Linked DNA regions of Mus musculus: region 1 is linked to region 2. Evidence: chromatin contacts called from public Micro-C data. All regions are on one chromosome and are shown on one strand. Each heading gives the region's core, a stretch centred on a gene start, on an enhancer-like site or on the middle of the called end of the contact. The rest is flanking DNA. Distances are from core to core; before and after follow the strand shown. Region 1 overlaps Ttll11 (tubulin tyrosine ligase-like family, member 11). Region 2 holds the start of Gm39795 (a long non-coding RNA gene).

Region 1 (6,441 bases), core at 936-3,435, 560 kb after region 2:
GAAAATACAAGGGCTCTCAAGTGTTTCTAACAATCAAAGACTCACCATGATGCTAAAAGCCAGTCTTGACCAAACTGAAAGTGCTCATGGATCTGCAGTTGACTGTTGGAAGGTGCTATAGTAATTGCTTAGACCCAACTGTCTTTTGAAAAAGAGAATCCCAGTGTAGGGAAGGGACTTTCCCAGAACCATGGGAAACGAGAGGAACAGAGTCAAAGAGCTGGGCCCAGGTCCTCTGGACCACCCATTCTAGATCATCTGGGAATGGCAGGCTTAGAGGTAGGTCCAAAGTACAGGCTGAGAAGGTTCCAAACACTAAGCTCTAGGTCGTGCCTCATCCTCCAGTGTGAGACCCAGGGCCATATGACCATTCCTGGTTTGTGTGGTTATACTCATTTGAATGGCTCTACAAGCCAGGTGGGGATTACCATGTGATGCACTGGTGCCTGGGACACTAGAGAAGAGAGGAAGAGACATGTCAGGTCCTGGTTGCTAGCAATGACTGCTAGCAACATCCCAGAGCCCTTTGCTGCTGGCCCAACAGTCAGTGAGATTTCCTAAGAGAGACTCTGAGTGGTAAGCAATACAGACAGGATTCTTTCCATGTGCATGCAAAGCCTCAGAGGGGGCTGGCTACATTGCCTACACAATAGAAATTTCAGATACAAAATCAGTACCACATGGTCTCTGTGCTTTGCAGATGCTGAACCTCACTCATAGCAGGTGTCCTGGGGCAGGGGTGGCAGTCAGGGGTGGGGTGGGGTGGAACAACACTTCGCTATTTGGTTTCTGCAAATGCAATTTGGTAAGTCTCTTGCATCATGGTTTTCCCTTGTTGAGAACATCTGGTATTTAGCTCTCACTGGGGCTTATCTACGGCGAGCTTCCAAACACTTCTCTATGTAACATTCTGCCACCCTGTATGTTGGCTTTAGAACCTTCCAGAGCCTTCACAGCTTCCTGTCAGATGAGTGTGGCAGTTTAGAAAGTGGTGCTACCATCACTGTGACTGCAGATAAGAGACCAACCCCAGCCACTTTCTTTAACACACATTTGTCCTCACCACAAAGGGCTGAGGGCTCCCGGAGAGAGTGACACTGAGCTGTCAAGACAGAAATGTTTGCGGAAAACATCTTTTCTGTCCACCCCCTTTTTCTAAAATAATACTTGCCTTATAAGTATTCTAACTATTTCTCTTATAAATGAGCATGTTTTGGGTTACATAGGAAAGAGCCTAGACATCTTTGATTGTCTCGGATATAATGACTGTTTTGATTAACGAGGCAACTTTACAATAGGAAAGAGGCAAACCACAAAATAAAACTCTGGCTAGCGCGTCTTGGTATTTCTGAAGAACGTGTGCCAGACTTGGTTGAGATCCTGAAATGGTCGCATGGGGCTGTGTTTTGTAATGAGGAGGGGAGCAGGTTTTTAAACCAAAAGATAGGTCCTAATTTGTGTATGACAGTAGGACCCTGTGTCCTCAACTCTACCCCTAGGTTCCCCTCAGCTCTACAGTTCAGCCAAAGCAAGCAAGTTCCTTCTGTAAGGGACATTGTCTGGTCTAGGGAAATATGGTACTGGACTCTGAGACTCACTGAAGAATCGTTCAGAACACTTCAGGTCATGTCCTCCAGGGATGTTTGCACATACCAAGAGATGTTCAACCCTCCAGGTTTTCTTCCTGTCCCCCTCACCAGGTGACAATATCATGCTGCTTACAATCCTCCAGTTCCCAGTCACCACGGTGTTCTCGTGTTCTCGCTGCCTTTCTGAGCAGAAGGCTGCTCAGAACTCCTCTCTCTGACCCACAGGCCAAGAAAAGCCTTGCTGTCACTGAGATCTAGATCTCTTCTGGGTCCACAAAGTGGTGGATATCCAGTGACTTTCTTAATTACGTGTATGCTTTAGGTGGGATAAGTTTCAGGCCTTTCTGTGACCTCCTCTGATTACCACGATGATGTTATGGGCAAGAAGTTATTTTCTTTATTTGGTAAACTAGGGATTTGAGGCTCAGAGAAATTAGTAAGATATGCCCAAGATTACAGGCAGAAAACAAAATAAAGAGCCAGGATTCGAGGCTAGCTGTCTCTGCCTCCCATGGTCTTCCTACCGTGCTCTGTAGACTTGGCTGAATTCCTTCCGTGTGTGTAATGTTTGATAAAGACTACATTGAACTGTGACCCGCCGGTCGCCCATTCTGCACTCATCCGGCTCAGCCCAGACAAGCAAGCAGGAGCAGGGGAAGCTTGCCTTCCAGGGCTCGTGATGATTTGTGGCGGGTGGCGTTCCTTCTCTCTTGTTTTTCTTGTGCTTTCCACAGTGTGGGGCCCAGCAGTAAGAATCTGGGAATCTTGCCTCTGAGTTCTGTTTTCTTGGACCAGTCTGACAAGTGATGGAAGTGCTTAGGGACCAGACCCGGCTGAATGAATGACTTCTATAAACTGTCCAGATCCTGCATTGGTGAGAGGACCAGGAGGTGAAGCCAAACCACACAGTCTACCACTGTCTCCTGCACCCTCATCTCTGCCACTTATCAGAGAAAACATAGAGCAGACACTATCTCTTTGAAGGGGTTTGAGTCCTAGAAAATATGAGCTAAATTTTAAGTACAATTTTAATTTTAATGAAAGCTTCAGGGAGTGCTGTTTGTTTGTGTTGCTTATCTTTCATACCTGGTGATTAAGTTAATTTATGCTTAATGGAAGAGGGTATCTCTAATCCCCAGACAGACTGAACATCTGTCTAGGACTGTGTTTCTGGAAGCCGTGAGCTGCTAGAGATGGATGCAATGAGACCAGGGCGTTGCTGAATAGACACCCGAAGGCTGTGCAAGGAGGACCAGGGACATCATCATGTCTGCCCAGTGCTTGTGCTGAAACCAAATCAACGTTCTGAGCATCTCGTCTGTCACTCCTTCAGTATCCTGCCTCCCGCTCTTTCATGTTATTCCCTGGATGGAGCTATGGAAAGGAAGTTGGGCTGCCGGGTATAGATCTACCATTAAAGCTAGCTACTCCCAAACCCCTCCCACATCTGTGCGTGTCTGCAGTCCCAGACGCTCCCACTTGCATGCACTCTCAGCTGGCTCTCCCAGGTCTGGAGGGAGCAATCATTCTCCTGCTTTACATTTTGGGAAACAAAGCCTCCAAAGGCTGAAGTAGCTTGCCTCAGAAACACAGCTTCTAAGCACCAAAGCTAGTATTGATCCAAATTCAGTCTGTTCTTGTTTTTACTCCCATAATAATGGATCAAACCACTTTGTCATGTGCTCTTGTAAATAAGGCTTCATTGGAACACAGCCACGTATATTTAAGCATTGTCTATAGTTACATTTCACATTGCAATGGCTGTCTCTTTGCTTCATGGCCACAATGATGTGAGTAGCTTTCTCTCTCACCACACCCTTCTCCCATAACTTTTCTGTCTCGTCACAGGTAGAAAAGCAATGTAGCTAGCCAACCACTGATTGAGACTTCTGAGACCATGAGCCAACTAAATTCTTCTTGTCTCTTCAACTATTCTATTACAGTGACAAGCTCATGACTAACACACCATCCCCACAGTGGCTCCATCATACAAGGGACCTGGGACAGAATGTGTGACTTATTCCCTCTCTAACACGTCAATCTCCCTGTAAACGATCCTTCCTCTCAGTCACAGAGCAGATGGCTGCTGGCAGAGGCATAGGATGGGCTGCACCACACATGAGACTAAATGTTCACACACCACAGTGAAGTGAAAAACACAAAAGGTGTGTGTGTGTGTGTGTGCGCGTGCGTGCTCGCGCACGCTCGCTGGTGTGAACATATGGAGATCATGCCTTTATGAAACCATGCTGACAACATTAAGTTCAATCATGTGAAATTGCAGACATTTTGACACATGGAAGTCCCAATTTCACATTTAATTGGTGATAATTGGTATTTAGGAATTATCACTACATGGAGACATAAAATGTTGGCAACTTTCTTCATGTTAGCTCCTGTGTGTGTGTGTGTGTGTGTGTGTGTGTGTGTGCATGCACGCATGAGTATGTATGTGTGCATATTTACTTATCTTCTACAAGCAGCAGCTGGCCCCAAACACCCTCATAAATTTTGGCAGTAGCAATCAAAATTTAAAATCACCTATTCTTTGACCTAACAATTTTTTTTCTAAGGATCCAGCCTGCAGATGGATAGGCAGCAGGGTCTTCCTGGCAGAGTGAACAAAATGTGAGACAGTGGAACGTCAGTTCCCATAATCAGGGGGTTGGTTATGAAGAGAATGAGAGGTCCTCAGATTCCAATGGCAAGCAGCAAAGGACAGCTCTGGATCTGCTCAGGTGGAGGCATGCCCTGACTGTCCTGGAGAACATCAAGCTCAAGTCTGAGAATGACAGACATATCATTCAGTAAAGAGTGGGCTCCTGCGTGTCTCTGAAGGTTTAAGGACTGAAATAAAGGGCTTGGGAAGCAGCAAGCAAGTAGAGAACAGTGGACTTTCATGGGGAAGTGGGGTCTTGGTTGACTTATACAGTGACGCTCAGGTGATGGAGTTCCTGCCTGGCTGAGGTAGCCCAGAGGCTGAGCCCTGGCACAACATCCACCAGGTAGCCCACACACTTACAATCCCAGTGCCAGGGGCTTTGGAGCTCTAGGACAGGAACAAGTTAGAGAACAGCCTGGAACATGAGACCCATCTCAAAAAAAAAAAAAAAAAAAAAACAACTTTAGTGGATAAATCATTCGCATTATTGATGATGGAGAAGCCTACTACTTTTACAATATTTTCAAATAAAGCAGTAAATGAAGGCAGCTTTGGTAAGCAGTGGGTAACTATGCACAGCATAACCAACAAGCAAAATTCATATTGGTTCTGGGATTCTGACCAGGTGTTCAGAGCAGGTGTTCTCTAAGCTAAGCCTTAGAAGAGTTGGGGAAAGAGCAAAGAAGTATGGTACCCCCTCTCCAAAGGGACCCTGAGCTTATTAGAGCTCTCAGGATGGCTAACACATTAGGGTTTGTTTTGCAGCTTGTGACATTCTGGTGGTTGTAAAAATTCTTATAGAACCAGATTTTCAGTTAAGATTCATATTACTTTATTCAAACAAATGCACTCCGCTCCACCCACTACCCCAGCATCATCTCTTACTTGGAGACTGGGGAGGACTTCACATTAAGGCTAGGGAGCTAGGGAGCAGCTGTAGACATGACCGATAGTTCACTCTGATCCCTTTCCTTTGCCTGGCAGAAATCAAACTCATCCAGGTTCCATGAGAGGCTGGCTCCAGCTCAGACTTGCTCAGGAACAGGTTGCTGTGGGTCCAGTGTTATTGGCAATACTAATTTATGGTTGGGACTGTGACTCAAATCTGGATAGTGTGATGTGTTGGAAAACCTACTAAGGTGTCTTTGCTATTTTTATTTTTATTTTTTAAATGAGAAAAGGTCTCATGTAATCCAGGATACACTTGAACAAGTGATGCCCCTGCTCTCACCTCCCAAGTGCTAGGGTTACGAGTGTACACCAGTACCATATCTGATTCCATCTTCACTCTTTAAGGATAGCATTTTAAAAAATACTAATTATTTTGTTACTTTTAAAAAATAAAAATCACTTTATCATAAAGAACGTATAAAAGAAAGAAAGAAAGAAAGAAAGAAAGAAAGAAAGAAAGAAAGAAAGGAAGGAAGGAAGGAAGAAAGAAAGAAAGGAAGGAAGAAAGAAAGAAAGGAAGGCCAAACACCACACAGGTAGATTAACACAACCATTCCAACTAGCACCTACCAGACCCAAAGACTATACATCTTGATGAACTTGTCTAGGGTTAGAATGGCCATTCTGAAGCTATGGTGCCTCACTCAAGGCTCCACATTATCACTACCAGTTATAGTCTTGTGTACTTATCCAACATGCCCCACCCTCTGACACACACACACACACACACACACACACACACACACACAAACCAAGACTGCCATGATAGAGTTAAAACTAGAAACACAACTGTTTTATACCTTCCTTCTGAAAGAAAATTAAAATTCAAGGTCCATGACTTATGCGGCTTGCTAGTTAGGAGGGCTTTTGGGCCTAAGACAAAGAACAGAGGCTGTAAAGTCATCCCAGGAATCAACTAGCCATAAAGATAGGGAAGACATACAAGAATGTCCGGACTGTCCCGGCGCCTCCCTATCTCCTGCCTTTCTGACATGGGTTAAATGTTAACCAGATGCTCTGCAGTTACCTCGATCTGCACATACAGTTTGCTGATGTTTACACTGTCCAATTGTGTGAAGCCACGCCAATTCCTCCCCTACCCCCACTCTTTTCCTATATAAACCCCTAACTTTTGAGCCTCATCGTCGACACCTTTGTCTCCTGCTTGAGATATGTGTTGGTCCGGAGCTCCATCATTAAACTACCTCGTGTGTTTTCATCAAGACAGTCTCTTGTGAT
Region 2 (6,201 bases), core at 389-2,888:
GGGGGTGGGGCAGGTGGACAGTGCAGAAAAGCTTGAGTACAGGACAGCAGGGTGGCTAGGCAGGGAGAGCATCCCTCAGAGGGAATGGGGAAAGTTCAGACAAGGGGATAAGGCCATGCTGCCCTTGACTGTGGGTTTTACTCCAGGCTACTGGGGGCTTTCAGGAGCTTCCCAGTGGGAGACCAGGAGAATTTTATTAGTGGAACCATCATGTATGCACACATGCACATACACACACACACAGATGTACACACACATACAGACACACACGGGCGCACACACACACCCAATGTGGTGTTGTTGCTTTAGGGTTTTCCTCATTGAAGTGCCCCAGTGCTTCCTCATGTGAGGCCTTATGTTGAGAAGTCCTGGGAAATGAGCGCTTTCCCAAGATCCTCTTGGTTCTTTGCCCCACCCTCCCTTTCCTAGGCAGCCCTTGCTGACTTCTGTACTGGAAAGAGAGGTGAGCTGTACCATCCTGCAAGAGCAGTGATACTTTAATCCATGAGGAGACAGTGGTGGCTGATACCCAGGGTGCATTTGCTGACTTCCAAGACGCCCAGGGAGCCAGTCAGCTTTTCATGCCCCTGAGATTAGCACTGGGCTGAGATGAGCATTATGTGCAAGGGGCTGGTCACCTGGAGGAGCCCAATGTGCCTGAGGACAAGTGAGTCATGGGTGGAGACTGAGTTGGGAGCGGCCGGAGGTGACAGGGATGTCTAGAGAGACCTTGAAAGTTAGTTTCAATTTTCTGGGTCACCGCATAGATGGCTGTCAAGGAGAGGAATAATTTGATTGATGGGATTGTAGAGCAGCCAATTGGTGGAAGGCAAAGGGGAGGGTGGGTCAGAGCAGGCAATGCTGAGAGCTGGTAGGAGAGAATGTGTGTTACCAGTGAAGCCCTGTCGCTTCCCTTCACTACACACGCGCACACACACACACACACACACACACACACATTGGCACACAGAGACATACACATATACACATTTATACAGATACATACATACATACATACATACATACATACATAAACATACACTCAGACACAGACACACACACAAAGTGGGGGAGCGAGATGGGGAGGGGAATAGCGAATAGCCAGGCTGGTCTTCTCTGTTCTTTGTTCTTGTTGGGTTCTGTCCCCACTGTCCAGCTAGGCTGACTTGAGTTAGATCTCTGCAGCTCTGGATTCAGGAGTGAGAGAGTCTGAGTCTGAGTCTGAGTCACTATCTCTCTAACCCGAAGGTGCCCCAGTCCCTCTCAGTTTGGCTTTCTGCACCCATGAACTAGGGCTGGATGGTGGCTGGGAAGAAGCCGAGAAGCCTGGTTTAAGTACATGGGACGGCTGGGGAGCCTTGGTTTTACCGTTGGTGAAGGCCCTGCCCAGGTCACAAGTTGCCCACTGGGGACTCCTCTGTGGCCACAAGTCTGTAATCTGAACCAGAAACAAGATGTTCCCAGCAGAGCTCACAGAGGCCACCAGGAAGATTTGGGGGTGGGGAAAGGAGGGTTGGAAATGCCTTTAGCACTGGTGTCTGGCCCAAGGCCAAGCATGGAGGAACTGGTCAGGACTTGTTCAACTCTTCATCCTGGGCTCTCAGCACTCAGGATGGCTAGGTTCTTAAAAATCCTAAACAACACAACAACAGAGGCTATGGATATAGCTCAGATAATAAGAATGCTTGCCTAGGGTAGGCTGGGCCCTGGGATTGGTTCCCAGGACTGAGATGATGATGATGATGATGAGGAGGAGGAGGTTGAGGACGATGATAAAACACAGTTTCCAAATTGATGGGGCAGGGCACAAAGAAGTAGGTGTGAAAAGCAGAGGGTGCCACAGGCAGACTAAGAGCATCCTGGCTGGAAGGGCCCAAAGGCTCACAACTGACCTCCCTAGTTCACAGTTTTGGAAACTGAGTCCCAGGCAGAAGCAATGGAAATAAGAAGCAGAAAAAAAGGAGCCTAGGCCCAGGTCCAGGATTCCCTCTAGGTAGGTGTGGCTCTTTGCTCCAACCCGCTGCCTCCAAGGAGCGTGAATAATGTTCGGTTAACTGTGGGGGAGAGGAGGCGGAGGCTGTTTGTACTCTGCTGCCTGTGGAGTCGGGGCTGGCGCAGCTATTTCAGCCCAAGCCACAGGGTCCTATTTATAGGCCTGTGTGATTAGCCTGGCCTATGTCAAAGGCCTTTTCCCTTCTGCCCTGCCCGGCCATGGCTGAGGACAGAAGCCCTAACAGGAATGGCAAGTAGCAGGGACTTGAGGGTGCTTTCTGCAGCATGCTCAGGCGGGGCAGGCAGGTTAGCCAGTTTAGCCAGCAAACTGTTCTCTGCCTGTTCTGATGCCCTCTTCTGGCCTCCAAGAGCAATGCATGCATGTGGCACAGCGATATTGGCCGGCAGAACTCATGCAAGTAAATAAAATCTTAAAAATAAATAAATAAACAAATAAATGCGATGTATTTTTATTTTATGTGTTTCACCTGCATCTCTTCATCGCTGTATGTGTGTCTGGTGCTGAGGAGACCCCAAGAGGACGTTGCATCCCCTGCAAATGGAGTTACATACAGATGATGGGTGTGAGTTGCCATTTAGTGCTGGGAACTGAACTCAGGTTCTCTGCAAGAGCAGCCAGTAGGTGCTTTGTAAGGGGGGGTGGGGAGGAAGAGGGAGAGACAGAGACAGAGACAGAGACAGAGAGGGGGAGAGAGACACACACAGAGTAACAGGCTTCAAAAAATCAAGTAGCCCTGAATTTAAACTCTGATTTGAGGTTCCCAATTGTGTGGTTGGTCTTCAGCTGAAGCTCTGTGAGCCCGTTTCCTTATCTACGAAGCTGGATGATGGCACCGTAAGTTTTAAATGGTGCTTATGAGGCTCATATCATGGAGCTGAGGAGATGGCTCAGAAGGTAAAGTGCTGGCCCCACACACCTGTTGGCTCCCTGGCATCTCTATAACCAGAGTCCAGGGGAGGGGAGAGGAGAGGGGAGGGGAGGGGAGGGGAGGGGAGGGGAGGAGAGAGAGGGAAGGCGAGGCAAGGCGAGGTGGGAAGGGAAAGCAGAGAGAAGATCACCTAGGGCTTCCTGCTTAGACTGTTAGAGCCAATATGTGAGCTCCCAGTTCAAGGAGTAAACATGCCCCCCCCCCCAAATTAAGATCTCTAGCCTCTACATGCACACACACACACACACACACACACACACAGAGTTCTTGTCATGATGCCCGCTGCATGCTGAGTATCTGTGTGCAGTAGAAGTCTTATTTGCAGGTGAGGAACTGAGGCTCCTTGTGTAGGGCTCTGCTCAAGTCAGGTCTGGGCAGTCCTGGCTTCCCACGCTGCCCCAATTCTCTCTCCTCCTCCTAGCCCTTGGGGCCTATCCTGTTCCTAAGAACAGGGGAGTTTTGTGTAAGGGATTGTTTTTCTTAAGAAGTTCCTTCTGTAGTGCCACATGATGACTCAGAACTCTGAGTCACAGCTGATGGCAGGAGCAGCCCGCCCTAGGAAGGAGGCAGAGGGAAAGGAGAGAAGAAAACAGGAAAGGGACCAGCTAGTCCCAGCTGTCCTGCTGTTTGGTTAAGGAGACCCATCAGGTCCCCTTCTCCTGCTTAGCCTCAGTTTTCCCAACTATGATTTTTACCAAGTGGTTCCCATTGGGGGTTGATTCTTAGAATTGGGTTCCTGGGCCCACCCAGATCTACACAGTCCAAGGCTGGGGCTAGGTTTGGGAGTTTGCACAATTTCCAAACCCGGTCCCCCCAAGGATTGTGCTGGCCCACCTTGTCTGCAGACATGTTCATAGCCACTCTCTACTGGCAGCCGCTCCAGGCGGGTCTCAAGTTGCTGACAATGGAAAGTTGATTTCTCCAGCCGAACACTAGGGCTTTTGTTTCCAAAACAACATCCCTAAAATATATTTTACATAACTGATTAGAGAAAAATGTATATATATATATTTTTCCATTTCCATAAACGTTTTTTTTTTTAAGCAAATTGTAGACCTGGTTGTCCTGGAACTCACAGAGATTCTCCTGCCTCTGCCTCCTGAGCGCTGGGGTTAAAGGCATAAGTCATCACAAGTGGAAAGAACATTTTCATCACCTCCCCTCCCCTCCCCAACACCTCCCTTGTGTTTACAGTCTCTCCTCCAGTGCTCCCTACAATCTCTCCTCCAGTGCTCTGCCCACAGTTAATTAGCATCTGTGTCTAGCTTCCTGCCCCCTCTCCTTTCTGGCCCTGTGCAAATTGTCATCCTTCTCTGAACCTAGGATTTCTTCTCAGTAAGAGGGATAACCACACCCTCTTGCAGGCTGTTAGGGTTGCCCCAGCACGCACAGTGCCTCATTCACAGCAGACATAGGATTCTAGTGCACGGCACACAGACTCAGGCTATACTTCAGAGTGCTTACCAAGTATGCAGGTGCTGGGATGCAAACCGTTGCGTTATCTACTTTAATCTACACCATTCTGCCAGAGAAATGTTACTGTCATTCCATTTTAGATCTGAAGAAGGTGAGGCACTGACAGAAGTTGCTTTGGCAAGGTCACGTGGTGAAAGAGGCTGGTGGGTGTGGTTTTAACTGTGACACTGCATTGTCCCTGCCCCTTAGGCTACATATGCCCCCGGGGCGAGGAACACCATTTATGAGTCCAAAACAAGGAATGGCATGTCTTGCTCAGGGCTGAGCCACAGTTCAGTGGGCATAGCAGTGTGTGCAGGTCAGTAGTCATGACTGAAGGCAAGTGTGAATTCACATACAAAGTAGACCTTACCATGAAGCCTAAGGGACACAAGGCCTGGCTTGCGATGTAGTCACATGGTATGTATGTGACACTGGTGTGGCGTATAAGATGGACAGGCATGGTCCCAAGAGCTTGGTACTTGAGCTCTGGCTCTTGTGTGTCCCTAGGCCCCAGCAGGCTCTGTCATGGTAGGATCTGGGGCTCAGCAAGCAGGCAGTACAAAGGCCTGCCTGTTCCTCCTCCTGTTTCTGGATGCCAAAGAGTAGGCATGTTCCAGAGGAGTACTGGGGCCCCAAGTGCACCCACTATCCCTTTAGCTCAGACAGGGGTCAAGGCATGGGACCAAGTTCATTGTTCAGGAAGAGCTGCCAGGCCCCCAGCTCCCCTCTTTCCAAGCCAGTCTCACCAGCACTGGTGAGGGCCAGCACGGGTAATTTTCCTCTCCCCAGATCCTCCTTCTGATTGGCTCCCTGGCTGTGTTGCTGGCTTGAGAACAACTGCATTCCAGGCCTTTGGGGAGAGACAGCTACACTGCTGTTGGGGCCCATGAACAAATTGCTAACAGCTGTTGTGGGAGGTGCAGAAGAAGAGGCTGGGGTTACAGAAGGAGCTCCTCTTGGTACCCGGAACTCACCAATTTATTCTGTCTCTTCTGAACCGGAGTGCCAGTTCCAAGGTCACACATGCCCAGAATGAAAGCTAGGTTCCTGGGTTCTGGGAGGTGGTAGGCAGGGAGCTGAGGTCAGATAGCAGAGGGTGTTCTGGTGGTCAGGCAGTGTTAATGCTTAAGGCTCCTGGGCACCAGATCTTAGAGGATGGCCTTAGGAGACCTGTCTATCTGCACTGGGGCCATGGAAGGGTCTGGAACAGTGATTACCACGTGAACATGAGATCTCGTGAATCCTTTTTCTCTGCTTCCTGCTAGCCTCTGACCTTCATCTCTTCATGGGGATTTTCTGCTATTTTATTTTTAATTAATAGTATGTGTAGCAAATCTGTCATATAGTCTAGTCATTCTATGTCCAAGGGCAGTGAAGTTTAGAGGGGTTGAGTTTCCGGTTCACACTCAGCTGGGGAGTGTTAGGGTCTGTGTTCTTTTGAGAGGACAGAGAAGGCCAGATCCATAGAGGAATGGAATTAGTGGAGGTAGATAGCAAGGCTGGCTTTTTAGGGGTAGGTAAAGGCCCTTTCCGAGACACCCACGTATCCCTGAACTAGCCACCACCCAATCTCTGGCTCTGGTTGGAACCCTCCAGCTGTCCTTTGGTTTCAATGTGAAAAACTAAGTGGAGGTCCAGGATGGGTCAAGGATGGTATGGAGCAAGTGAGCTGCAGGTGCGTAAGGGCCTTCTTTGGACATCACAATTGCTAAGCACCAGTTCAGTAGCACATTCAGAGCTAGGGGTTTCTTCAGTCCTATCAGACATCCAGCAGGGTAGGCACTGTAACCCCATTTTATAT

What was found. A called contact is a pair of places that touch in the nucleus more often than the background predicts.
Region 1: a contact with region 2 is called in a Micro-C map of the G1E-ER4 cell line, with 6 times the contacts expected there. The contact joins two enhancer-like sites. A contact is called at or near these places in 1 of 39 promoter capture datasets (pre-B cells), 1 of 484 Hi-C or Micro-C datasets (the G1E-ER4 cell line) and 3 of 115 datasets of contacts at active chromatin or transcription factors (embryonic stem cells, large pre-B cells and pancreatic cancer cells).

Annotation. Positions count from the first base shown.
Region 1 is chr2:35,830,721-35,837,161 of GRCm38.p6, forward strand. The region is part of intron 6 of Ttll11 (tubulin tyrosine ligase-like family, member 11); the gene reads right to left. Among named protein-coding and RNA genes, the nearest start is that of Gm10829, 7.5 kb to the right of the region's middle. Within about 2 kb of position 2,186, at least 93 of the 459 cell types and tissues checked have an H3K27ac peak or open chromatin away from gene starts, as enhancers often do. A contact at or near this core is called in the G1E-ER4 cell line, pancreatic cancer cells and pre-B cells, where this site is marked.
Region 2 is chr2:35,268,548-35,274,748 of GRCm38.p6, forward strand. It overlaps Gm39795 (a long non-coding RNA gene), which reads right to left and starts at 5,132. Exons shown (of 3, transcript XR_003954036.1): 1 at 4,407-5,132; 2 at 3,777-3,903. It also overlaps a transcript of Gsn not described here. Within about 2 kb of position 1,639, at least 123 of the 459 cell types and tissues checked have an H3K27ac peak or open chromatin away from gene starts, as enhancers often do. A contact at or near this core is called in the G1E-ER4 cell line, pancreatic cancer cells and pre-B cells, where this site is marked.